Linked DNA regions of Mus musculus: all the other regions are linked to region 3. The links are chromatin contacts, called in public promoter capture Hi-C maps. All regions are on one chromosome and are shown on one strand. Each heading gives the region's core, a stretch centred on a gene start, on an enhancer-like site or on the middle of the called end of the contact. The rest is flanking DNA. Distances are from core to core; before and after follow the strand shown.

The links. Promoter capture Hi-C pulls out the DNA fragments that hold promoters and counts their contacts. Capture Hi-C pulls out chosen DNA fragments and counts their contacts.
Region 1: a contact with region 3 is called in a promoter capture Hi-C map of hippocampal neurons, with 2.0 times the contacts expected there. The contact joins the enhancer-like site here to the promoter of Fabp5 in region 3. A contact is called at or near these places in 3 of 39 promoter capture datasets (hippocampal neurons, liver and pre-B cells) and 1 of 115 datasets of contacts at active chromatin or transcription factors (astrocytes).
Region 2: a promoter capture Hi-C map of pre-B cells shows a contact between it and region 3, with 2.8 times the contacts expected there. The contact joins the enhancer-like site here to the promoter of Fabp5 in region 3. A contact is called at or near these places in 3 of 39 promoter capture datasets (cranial neural crest, embryonic stem cells and pre-B cells) and 1 of 115 datasets of contacts at active chromatin or transcription factors (astrocytes).
Region 4: a contact with region 3 is called in a promoter capture Hi-C map of adipose tissue, with 4 times the contacts expected there. The contact joins the promoter of Zbtb10 here to the promoter of Fabp5 in region 3. A contact is called at or near these places in 12 of 39 promoter capture datasets (the 3T3-L1 cell line, the C10 cell line, the HPC-7 cell line and 6 more), 1 of 484 Hi-C or Micro-C datasets (pre-B cells), 1 of 115 datasets of contacts at active chromatin or transcription factors (microglia) and 2 of 9 other capture datasets (adipose tissue and liver).

Annotation. Positions count from the first base shown.
Region 1 is chr3:9,453,594-9,456,634 of GRCm38.p6, forward strand. The region is part of intron 4 of Zfp704 (zinc finger protein 704); the gene reads right to left. Among named protein-coding and RNA genes, the nearest start is that of C030034L19Rik, 52 kb to the left of the region's middle. Within about 2 kb of position 1,403, at least 12 of the 459 cell types and tissues checked have an H3K27ac peak or open chromatin away from gene starts, as enhancers often do. A contact at or near this core is called in hippocampal neurons, where this site is marked.
Region 2 is chr3:9,197,520-9,200,224 of GRCm38.p6, forward strand. No RefSeq gene overlaps it. Among named protein-coding and RNA genes, the nearest start is that of Gm52635, 13 kb to the right of the region's middle. Within about 2 kb of position 1,287, at least 44 of the 459 cell types and tissues checked have an H3K27ac peak or open chromatin away from gene starts, as enhancers often do. A contact at or near this core is called in pre-B cells, where this site is marked.
Region 3 is chr3:10,011,209-10,014,240 of GRCm38.p6, forward strand. Fabp5 (fatty acid binding protein 5, epidermal) reads left to right here and starts at 1,377. Exons shown (of 4, transcript NM_010634.3): 1 at 1,377-1,510. The coding sequence starts at 1,432.
Region 4 is chr3:9,249,026-9,252,030 of GRCm38.p6, forward strand. It overlaps Zbtb10 (zinc finger and BTB domain containing 10), which reads left to right and starts at 1,542. Exons shown (of 6, transcript NM_177660.3): 1 at 1,542-3,005. The coding sequence starts at 2,105.

The DNA of each region.
Region 1 (3,041 bases), core at 153-2,652, 560 kb before region 3:
TGTCTACTGCCTGTAGACTAAAGTATCATAACATTAAAACACTTGATTAATTTATAGCCTTTGCTGCAGTCATGCAACACGCAAGATAACTCAATCTGGAATAACTCAGCAATAGTTTTCCTTTTTGTGGCTGTATTACTGTGTGAGGGGACATGGGTATGTGCACAGGAAGACATGCGAGCAGAGGACAGAGCACAGCCTTGGGGGCTGCTTCTCAGGCATCACCCACCTGATTGTTTGATGCAAGGTCTTTCAGTACTTAGAACTTTCCATGAATACTAGGCTGGTCGGCCAGCAAGCCCCCCAGGAGCTGCTGGTACCCACCTCAGCACTGGGGTTACAAGTGTATGCAGTTGAGCCTAGCTTTTATACACTGTTTACACATGGGGACTAAGCTAAAGTCCTCCTAAGCACATCACCAGCTGAGCTACCTTCTCTGCCCAGCAAACAGTTTCCAAACAACAATGATCACAATTAATTCAATACTAAAAGCAGAGTAATTCTGAAGTGTCTCTGGGAACCCTTACCCATGGGGTATTGCCTAACTTCACTGTAGGCTTTGTTCTCAACATACACATAAACACCCCACATATACACTACACACACACACACACACACACACACACACATACACCACACACACATACACACCATACACACCATACACACATACCACACATACACACACACACCACATACATACACACCAGACACACATACCATACATACACACCACACACACACATACACAACATATACATCACACACAGATATACACCATACACACACACACACACACACACACACACCACACATACATACATACATCTCTCTCTCACTCTCACACACACACACCAGACACATACACACTCTGTATAGCACATGTTGTTACGCCACCCAATGCCTATACCCCTGAACATCTGGATTCAGCTTTGAAGCCTACTATATGTTATAATTGCAGTGTTTTACAGTACATAGAAAGTTTTCTGCTCTTATAGAAACATACATGGCTTAATTATATAAAACAAAATTTTCTTATTCTCATTCCTCAGCATGTAAGTATCAAATCCTGTGTCTTTTGATTATACTATGCCAAAGCATTTGACGACTGCGGCTCTCAGGTCTTATCAGCTGATGGCAGTTAATACAGGCACTGATAATGGGCCAAAGTGTCTGTGCTTTGCTCAGCCAAAAGTCAGGCATCGATTTTACACCCCTCCTCCATGACGCTCAGGGACCATCTCTGAGGTGGGAGGGGGAAAGGCTGTACAGCCAGAGGCTGGGGAGGACCACAGCTAAACAGTGTCTTCTGATCGTGACAACACTGTGCGCTCACCAAGTTAGAGCTGTGAGGCTGCTGTAGAGGATGTGCCCAAGCTCAAGCCAGTCAGCACTGCCAAGTGAGTGGGATCCTGTCTCTAGCAGAGAAGCTACTGAGAGTGGCAGGCTGCTGGACGAGGGGGAGTCTGTGGCTGCTGGCTGGTGCAACCACACAAGAGTAGATGGCCCCACACCCATGCAAATTTGGGCAAAGCTAATTAGACTCAATGGGTTAAAAAAAATTCTGAATGACTACAAGCCGCAGACCAAGTCTTCACACATAAGCTTCTTGGAAAAGGGTGTGTGTAGACAGGGTGAGAACATCACACTCAAGCTGTAGCATACATGCAAAAAGATAGTCATCATACCAATCTTTAGGTTGGTAATGGGGCTTAGCTAAGTTAATCCCTGTGGCTGTTTAAGAGTGAAAATGGCCCCCATTGGGTCAGGTGTTTGAATACTTGGTTTCTCAGTTGATTGAGCTGTTAGGATAGGCTGAGGAGGTGTGGTGGTTTAAATCCGTTGGCTCATGGGAAGTGGCATTATTAGGAGGGGTGGCCTTGCTGGAGGAAGTGCATCACTGTGGGGGTGGGCTCTGAAGCTCTGCCCAGTGCAGAAGACTCAGTCTCCCAACTGCTTTCCGATCAAGATGTAGAACTGTTGGCTCCTCCTGCACCGTGCCTGCCTGGATGTTACCACGCTCCTGCCTTGATGATAATGGACTGAGCCTCTGAACCCGTAAGCAGGCCCAATTAAATGCTGTTCTTGGAAGAGTTGCCTTGTCAGTAGAAGAGATGTGCTTAATCCTGTAGAGACCTGATGACCCAGGGAGGAGGGACACTGGAGGGGGGCATCCTCTCATAGGCGAAGAGGAGGGGTTGGGGGGAAGAACTCTGGGAGGGGGCAACATTTGGGATGTAAATAAAATAATTAATAAATAATAATATAATTATTAATAATGAACAAACAAACAAAGAAGAGTTGCCTTGGTCATAGTGTCTGTTGACAGCAGTAAACCCTAAGATAGGAGGTATAGTCCCAGTGGAGGAAGTATGCCAGTGGGAGGGGGGGGGTTGAGTCTTCAAAGCCTGGTGCTCTCTCTCTCTCTGTTTTGTGCTGTGATTGAAAATGTGAGCTCGCAGTTTCTTGCCCCTCCCTTTATATTCACTATCATGGACCCAACTCTGCAGTAAGCTGCCTTAGTCATGGTGTTTCATCACAGCAAGAGAAAAGCAGCTGACACCATCCCATATACACTGAGTATGCTAAAAAGCAGCTGATACCATTCCTATACACTGAGCATGCTAAAAATGAAGCTACAATATATTTTTCATTCTTTAATTTCTTTTTGAAAATAATCTATTCTTCTTTATCCACGTGGACTTGTCTGTGTGTGCTATGGCTGTGCAGGGCCCGATGAAGCCAGAATGCACTGATCTCCTGCAGCCGCAGCAGCTGCAGCTGTGCGCTCTGATTCTGGTGCTTAGAACAGAACCCAGCACTTAGTGCTCGTGACTGCAGGGTCACCTCTCTGGCCCAGTACTTTCTTTTTTTTTCCAATTAACTTTACTTTGTGGGACTGAGCAGGCGACCTCATCAGTTCATAAGCTTACACGGCTGAAGAGAATTTGCCCTGCTTGGCTCTGCAGGCCATCCTGCTCTGACCTCTTATCCCACTCGGTGCCCACGTGAGGCCCAGGGTACAATCAAGGGCTCAGGCC
Region 2 (2,705 bases), core at 37-2,536, 810 kb before region 3:
TATCTGAAGAGAGTAACAGTGTACTCACATACATTAAATAAATAAACAAACAAACAAATAGAAAAACCACACACATATACACACCTATAATCCCAGCCCTGAAGAGGCACAGACAGGAGGATTCCTGGGGCTCAGTGTCAGTTAATCTAGCCAAATTGGTGAGCTTCAGGTTCAGTAAGAGAGTCTGTTTTAAAAGTAGTAGTAGTGGTAGTAGTAGTAGCAGCAGCAGCAGCAGCAGTAAACTATAACAATAATAAACAATGTGGAGAGTAAAAAAGAACCCAACATTGACCTCTGGCATATAATTGTGCACACACAAACACATAAGAGCGACCAAATGGGGACAACCCATCTTCAGGACTCCTCTCTGCAACAGGAAGCTGTTACTTTAATTCTCTATAAAATTTGCTTGCCCTTAAAAATAAGTGTAGGAATGACAGGAAAGTAGGACTTTCCTGGGGTTCCAGGTCACAAACAAAAAAACAAGCACTCCTCTCAATGGCCCCTTATACAGTGTAGGCACTGATAACAAACAGTGGGCAGGAGCCTAACCATGGTGTGAGAAGGAAGGGCTGGCCATAGAAACATGGTCACATCAGGCTCGGCTGTGACTCTGAGGAGACGATGGGAGGAAATGGGAGGAAATGGAAGGCGCATCACGTATAACTCCGTGATCAGGCAATGACTGAACAAAAGCAATAGGTATGAGCGAGGGCTCAAGAAGATACATTTAGGGTTGGCTTCATTGACTGGGAGATGCTAATAGCTCATAAAAGTGTTTAGTTTCAAAACCACTCAGTGTTATATCTTTGAGGTAGAGTGCTGTATTCAAGGCCCTGGCAACCAGCCTGGGTATTCTAGGAGTATCTTAAAAATCAAACGTCTGGGCCAGGTGCTATGGACATACGCCTGGAATCCCAGCACTTTGGAAGTGGAGAAAGGTGGATTAGGAGTCCAAGGTCCTCCAGGACTGTGTAGCAAGTTCAAGCCTGCCTGGGCTACACAAGACCTTGTCTCAAAAACCCAACATACAAAAATCAATTCCTTAATCAAGTGCTTGATTCACATATCACAGCAGGTGCCTGGCTACGGAGCTATGGAATCAATTCCACATCACAAGACTGCACACAGGTGTGATGCACTTATGAACCGCAGAGGAAATCACAGAACTTCCTGAGCTCTGAGGACAAAACTCCTAGGTTTTAGGGTGTGTTCTGGAGATGTGGTTATTGCAAAGGAGCTCTAAAAAAGATAGAATTCTGTGTAGAAAGCCTACTGACGCCAGGGGCCACCTGCGGCCCAAGTGCAGCTGTGTCATGGCAGATCTGCTCTCATCTGCCCACCACCAGCTGCACTGTGCTCTGTGTTTAAGAGCAGAGACTGTGGTTTCAAAGAGAAAGTGACTTGCAGGACGTGTAGGCTTGTAAGAGTCCGACTAGAGCTAATAAGTGAGACGTTCAGTGTAACACGTAAGTATAAAATGAGTGTGGCACTTCAGAACTCTCCTTGTTTATAAATACCCATGTTTCCTTCTAATTGCACATCAGTTCCTCATACTCACCACAAGACAGATGCCTGTGTGTAAGAAATCACTTCCCAATCTTGCTCTCAAAAGAGCCATCACCTGACATTTGTAATGTGCAGTTTACATACATGCGCAGAAGGGCACTTCCTCCTCTGAACGTCAGCTTCTCTGCTAACTGTATAGAAACAGTTTGTATAATTATTTGGGGGAGGGGGGCAAGATCTCATTATGTAGCCCTGGCTGGCCTGGAACTTGTGTATACCAGGCCAGACTGTGTAGACAGCCTAACTTTGAACTTTGCCTTTGAGATTCTCCTGCTTCTGTAGACATGCACCTTCATATCCATTCCTCTTATTTGATCTCACCTGTCATTGCAGCAGGCATGTGGTACTCCAGGCTAGCTGGCCCAAGAGCTTCTGACAGTCTGTCTTCATCTGCCTCCCTGTAGGTGTGCTGGTCTGTTCACATGGGATTCAGGGATCCAACTCAGGCTGTCAGGATGGCGTATCAGGCACTCTTCCCACTGAGCCATTTGGCCTGCCTGCAGGCCATCTTTTAAATACTTGCGATATGATTTTATACATTAGCCACTAGCACTGGGACTGCTTTTAGGAAAGGTGCCTGTCAGTGAGATGATAGTGCAGGTAGGAGAATGTGTAACCGAAAGTGTCACGGTTTGACACTGACATGAAGATGACACTCATCACCACTGTGGATGCTTTATTGCTCAGTTCTGAACTCCACCTGTGTGCTAGGCACTTGTGACATGGTACTTTACACAAATGAACTTTGTCTGTAGCTCTGGGCATCAAAAGTCTCAAGCATTCTAGGCAAGTGTTCTACCCCAACCTCACATGTGAATTCCTACTAGCCACCTTAAGAATCTCAATGCCACTAGCTTCAGGGATGTTCCAGTTTACCCAAAGTCCTCAAACAAGAGAGAAAACACCAGAAGTGATGGTCATGTGCAGAAGGGACAGATACAATACAGTTACCAATGGAATGGGCCTTGAAAGAGCCTACAAATGAAATAAGGCTTCTGGGTATTGAGCTAGAATCAGAATTATTAGGACAAACTGCATGGAGCTGCCATTTTTATTCATCAATAATGGCAACTTCATATGGCTCAGCCTTTATTGTAATGAAGCAATATTTATGAGCTGACCTACGCTTTCTACAC
Region 3 (3,032 bases), core at 127-2,626:
TAGGTGCAGACACAGCAGCAGCTTTTGTGTGGGTGCTGTGGATCTGAAGGAGTCTTCCATCCTGGGTTCACTTCCTCAGCTGCAGGGCAGCGTGACTGCAGTAAATTCACTTAGAGTTATTGTATATATCCAACCTAGTAAAAAATTATGGCTCAGCTGCCCTCAAACAGACTTAGGACATTTACATTGGCCTGTGGTTGGGCAAATTATCTAATACAAACCTGAATCCTAACAAAGCATGGACTATCACAGGTGGCTTACTAAAAATGACACTGAAAGTGAGGATCAGTAACTGTGTAATGACAACTTCCGCAAGGGTGTTGGCCACACCTGTAATGTCAGCATGTGGTAGCTGGAGAGTGATGGTCAGGAGCTACTAGCTGCATATGGAGTTAGAGGCTAGCCTGGGCTACATGACCGCTCCATAACCTTTACTCAATTCCTCTTCTCACTGTCTCATAAAATGTGCTCCCTTTGTCTCCCTGTATCTCTCCCTGCCTCCCCTCCCCACACACTCAGATTCTGTGACTGGCGATGGCATCTAACTGTCAGCGGATTGTCCTTGGAGCCTTATGTTTTGTGGGACTTCAGTGCATATCAAAGTGATAATTTTTTTTTTATAGTCAGTATATTCTAGGCAATTTACTAATTCATAGCTGGGCCAGCCACCCTCAAAGGATGGAGGGAAGTAAAAGTTTTGATCCCTGATCGGGGAATAGAAGCTAGTAAGATTTTTCAGGAAGTGACAGTTACCTAAGCTGAAACTTGCTAGTGTAGTGGAGAAAACAAACTTGTAGAGCATTGTAATCTCCCTTAGAGACTGCTGCCAGGATTGTCTAGCATGCACAGACAGACAACCAAGAGGCCCCAGTGAGGCCCCAGGAGGCGGGAGGGTGGGGTCAGAAGGTTCTTTCATGAGGGAGTAGGATGTAGGGCTAAGGAGATTGCAGTTTATTAATTCAGTAATCAGCCATTCAATTCCTATAGCGCCAAGCGATGGCTAATTTGTTCCTCCCAGGTACTTATCAAAAGCAAATGGAGGCGGCAGGACAGTGGGACCACGGCGCGCAGGCTGTCCTCAGATGGCGCGGGTGGGGGTGGGGGTGATCCCTGGGCCCACGGGACTGTGCCGCAGCTGTCACTAAGGGAGGCACAGGGCGCGCCAGACGAGTCGCAGCTTGCAGGAGCTGCGGGAAACGTGACGTCCCAGTCCGGCGCAGCCAGGCCAGGGTGGCACCTTCAGACCCCCCAGCACAGCCCAAGGCGCACAAGTCCGGGCGTGGCGAGGGGCGGTACCAGGCTGAGGCGCGCCTCCTATTGGCTGCCCGACACCACCCCCACACCAAGGACGATATAAGCGCAGATGGCGCCAGGAGCGGAACAGCGCCCTCGCCACCGCGTCTCTGCTGCTTTTGTGCTCTCCCTCCCACCATGGCCAGTCTTAAGGATCTCGAAGGGAAGTGGCGCCTGATGGAAAGCCACGGCTTTGAGGAGTACATGAAAGAGCTAGGTGAGATTTTATCGCCGAACCCCTCCCTGGCTCCTCATCCTTGTGGGGATGTGTTGGTTCCCTTCCACCATGCGATCGGGGGAGCTGCAGGGAGCACCTTGCGGCAGTTAGGATGGAGTGCCCGCCTTTGTCGCCGGCTCCGCACGTGGTGGGTCACCCCGCTTCTCCCCTTTTCTGCTTCTTGCCCCCGAAGCAGCCCCTCATTGCTTCCGGCCCTTCACAGGTGCGTGCCAGCGGTACTGCTGTGAGCCCCCTACAAACAGCCCCTCAGTTGCCTCTTAATGTTATCCCCACTTCTCTTCCTATCCTCACCTGTGCCACCGTCCTGCCCCATCATCCTCCCCTGGCGTGGCAGCACTCACTCTCCTTTTCCCTTTGCCCCATCTTTTGTTCCTCGATGGCGCCAGTCCCCTCCACCCCATCTCCGCCTCAGAGAGGACACCGCGTGGTAGGGCGTGGTTTCTGCAGAAGCTCTTTAGAGGCTATGAATGATGCTGCTTATATCCCTTTCTCTGCAGCACGTCTCAGGTCCTCTCCTCGCCGCACTGGCTAGGCGTGGCGCCCGCGGCGCTGCACGGTCGACAGCTGGTGGCATGTGGGCGAAGTGCGGAGACATCCATTGTGCATGGTTGTTGTCTTGCGACCGTTCTGTTCTACTTCTTTCTCTTGATTCTGGAGGGTGAGGAGCAAGGAGACTTGGGCCTGGCTGGAAAACTATAATCAGAAACTGCTGTTGCTGGGCCGTGGCTGCCAACTGCTACAAGATGGGTGTGGCTTTGCAGCAAGCACTTGCTCCTTAAAGCCTAACCAGAGAGTGGGCAAGGTTCAAATTCACCCTCACTGGAAATAGTGCCTCGTTGTCTGTTGCCAGTTTTGCCTACTCTTAAGATAGGGATGCATTGGTAAACACAGAACAGACAACGAAATCGACACTTGTCACAGATGCTAGGAAGTGGGATGGGGTTAACGGAAAGGTACTCTCTCGGAAGAGGTACTGCTGGTAGGAGGAGGCAGCTTCAGGCGCTGCTGTTCACAGTATTCCTCCCTGGTTAAGAACCAGCCTTAATTCTTTTAAACATTCAGCACACTATGGGGCTAAGTCTGGCTCCTGATGAATCCTGTTTGTGCTAACGCTATTGTCAGAATGTGGATGCATTAGGGGTTTGTGTCTTTCCTTGTCCACAGTGGAAAGCCGCACAGGTGTGAGTGAGAGCCAGTAGAGAGCACTGTTTGAAAGCAGCTGGTGTTTATGCTGTGAGTGGCTAGTTCTCCAGATTGTGGCCTTAGGAAGGTTATAGGCCTTACCCATAGGTTCTGGGCAATGTAGAGGGGAGCACAGCAGAAGACTCACAGGGACACGGGAGCCTGGCTGAGCATCCTGCTTGGACGAGTGTCTCCTTTCTTGTGAAAGTATCCCAGGTTCCTTATGAGTGTTACCATCAAGGACACGGACATAAACCACTGCATAACCCAGAAATGTGGAACTCCATACTGTGAATAAACAAACCACACAGCATAAAAG
Region 4 (3,005 bases), core at 292-2,791, 760 kb before region 3:
CATAGTCTTAAAAAAAAAAAAAGAAAGAAAGAAAGAAAGAAAGAAAGAAAGAAAGAAAGAAAGAAAGAAAGAAAGAAAGAAAGAAAATTAGCCGGGTGTGGTGGCACACGCCTTTAATCCCAGCACTTGGGAGGCAGAGGCAGGTGGATTTCTGAGTTCGAGGCCAGCCTGGTCTACAGAGTGAGTTCCAAGACAGCCAGGGCTACACAGAGAAACCCTGACTCGAAAAACAAAAACAAAACAAAACAAAACAAAAAATTAAGAAAGGCAGGGGGAAAAAAAACAGGAAAGAAAGCCTGAAATAGGCTCAAACATACGAATTTTTAAATTAAGCTTGTGCAACATGGTGGTTCACACCTGTAATACCAGAACTCGAGATACTGAGGCAGGATCTTTGTGTGTATCCCTGGCTGACCTAAAATGTAGACTAGGCTGGCCTTGACCCTGTTTCAAAAATCGCTCCCAATAAATAACAGATAAATCGACCTCACTTTGTGAATTAATGAGTGTAAACGTGCTAATGTTTTCCAAATAGAGCATAGTTAATGGGGAGGGTGAGTTTAAGGGTTCTTAATTGGCAAGGCCTCTTTCTGAAAAACAAAAACAAAAAAGTAAACTAATATAACTTAGGGAGGTTCATTTCCAGCTTAGACCGATGTAATCACTCTAAATTCCATACGCGATGCCAAGAGCTTTTCTCAAAATCCTAAAAATTAATTCTCATCTACACACCCTGTCTTCGGAGCTGCACTCCCTTCGCGGCCGCACGCGGCGCCCGCAGCAGCTGACTCCTCCCCGTTCATGGGGAAAACCCTGCCTAATATTTATAACGCTATGACATACTGTAATACTCACAAGGTGGTTGTAGAAGTATAAACACGACTGGAGATATCTGATTGGCTGCTGGTGATGTAACACCCATGTCAATACTTCCCACTGAACGCACGTGTTCGACCTTTTATTTAAATTTCCATTTCATCACAGCAATAAGACACTCGGGGCGGTGCATTTTCTGCGAAACGATCGTCGCCCGGGGCCAGAGGTGCTGCCCGGCGTACACAAGGAGCCCAAGGAGGTGTCCTCGCGAGGGAGGCACCGCCTGGTCCAGTCTTTTGTGCAGGAACAAAATAAGTTCACTTCCTCGGGCACGGCCACCCACCCCTCCCCCGGCAGATGACAGGGCCGGGCGCGCTCCCACCGCACTTACTCCTGGAGTCCCAGGTGAAGTCGTGGCGAGAGCCGGGGACCGTGCGCACGGGCGCGCCGCGGCGAGCCGGCCCCTGACACCCGCCAGCTGTTTGTCCTGGCCGAGCCGGCCCCGCCCCGAGACCCCAGCCCGTGCCCCGCCCGCTTCCTTCCCGTGGCCGCACCCCCGCCCGCGGGCCCGAGCGGCCGGCCCCTTTCCCGGTCCCCGGGCGCCCCCGGCCCAGCCCAGCCCGGCCCAGCCCGCCCCCTCCCCCGGCCGGCCCCCACCCTCTCCCCCTCCAGCGGTTACTGCTACCCCGGTGCATTGTGGGCGCACGGTCCGTTGTTCATTTGCCATTCGACCTCCGCCAGGGCCTGGTCGGACGGAAACGCTCCGCCGGCTTTATTGTCGGCTCGCTATGTGGCGGAGCCTGGCGGCTTAGCGCGCCTCTCGCGTCCGCGCCTCGGCAGCCGGCGGCGGCGACACGACTCCCCCCGAGGACGGAGATCTGTTGGCGGGCCGGTGTGTGCGCGCAGCGCTGAAGCGGGGCAGCGGAGGGGCAACCGCACTCCTCCTCAACTTCGAAGGCCGCACGCGCCCGGCTCGCCGCTCCGCTGCCCGCCCACCGCTCCGCGCGGGACGCTGCCCGGAGCGCGGCGGGGCGCGGGTGGAGAGGACGCGGCTGGGACGGCGGCGGCAGTAGACGCGTGCGGCGGCCCGGGAGCGAGCGCGAGCCGGCGGGAGGGTGAGGCCGGGCCGGCGGGAGCGCAGCGCAGAGCGGCGCAGCGCAGCGCCGGGGGCGGGGGCGGGGGCGAAGCGTTGGGGGAGCCGCGGCGAGCGCGCGGGACGCGGCCGGAGCCCGGGCGCGAGCCGAGGCACCGGGCGGCGGCGGCGGCGGCGGTGACCGCGGCGCGCGCCATGTCGTTCAGTGAGATGAACCGCAGGACGCTGGCGTTCCGAGGAGGCGGGTTGGTCACCGGCGGCGGCGGCCCCACGAACAATAACGCTGGCGGGGAGGCCTCTTCTTGGCCTCCGCAGCCGCAACCGCGACTGCCCGCGCCGCCCGCGCCGCAGCAGCCGAATGGGCGCGGGGCCGACGAGGAAATGGAATTGGAGGGCCTGGAGCCCCAGGACTCGGAGGCCGCCGCCGGCGCGGCCGCCGCCGAGGACGTCAAGGAGTTGCTGCTGCTCCCTCAGGACACGGGCGGCCCCTCCTTGCTGGGCGGCGGCGCGGGGGGCCCCCTGCTAGCGGAAAGGAACCGTCGGACTCTGGCCTTCCGCGGGGGAGGCGGCGGGGGTCTCGGCAACAATGGCAGCAGCCGCGGCCGCCCGGAGACCTCGGCGTGGCCCCTCAGGCATTTCAATGGGCGAGGGCCGGCGGCCGTGGATCCGGAGCTGGACGCGCTGGAGGGGAAGGAGTGGATGCAGGACGGGGCGTCCCTGAGCTACAGCACCGAGGAGGAGGGGGCGAGCCCGGGCGATGGCAGTGGGGCGGAAGGCGGCAGCTGCAGCAGCAGCAGGCGGTCGGGCGGCGATGGTGGGGACGAAGCGGAGGGCAGCGGTGTGGGAGCTGGCGAAGGAGAGACTGTCCAGCACTTCCCGCTCGCGAGGCCCAAGTCCCTCTTGCAGAAGCTCCAGTGCTCCTTCCAGACCTCTTGGCTCAAGGACTTCCCTTGGCTGCGGTACTCCAAGGATACCGGCCTTATGTTCTGCGGATGGTGCCAAAAGATCCCCGAGGATGGGGGCGGCGTGGACCTTACCCAGGTGGGGCATGATGAGCTTTCGCGAGGGACCCGCAACTACAAGAAAACCCTGCTCC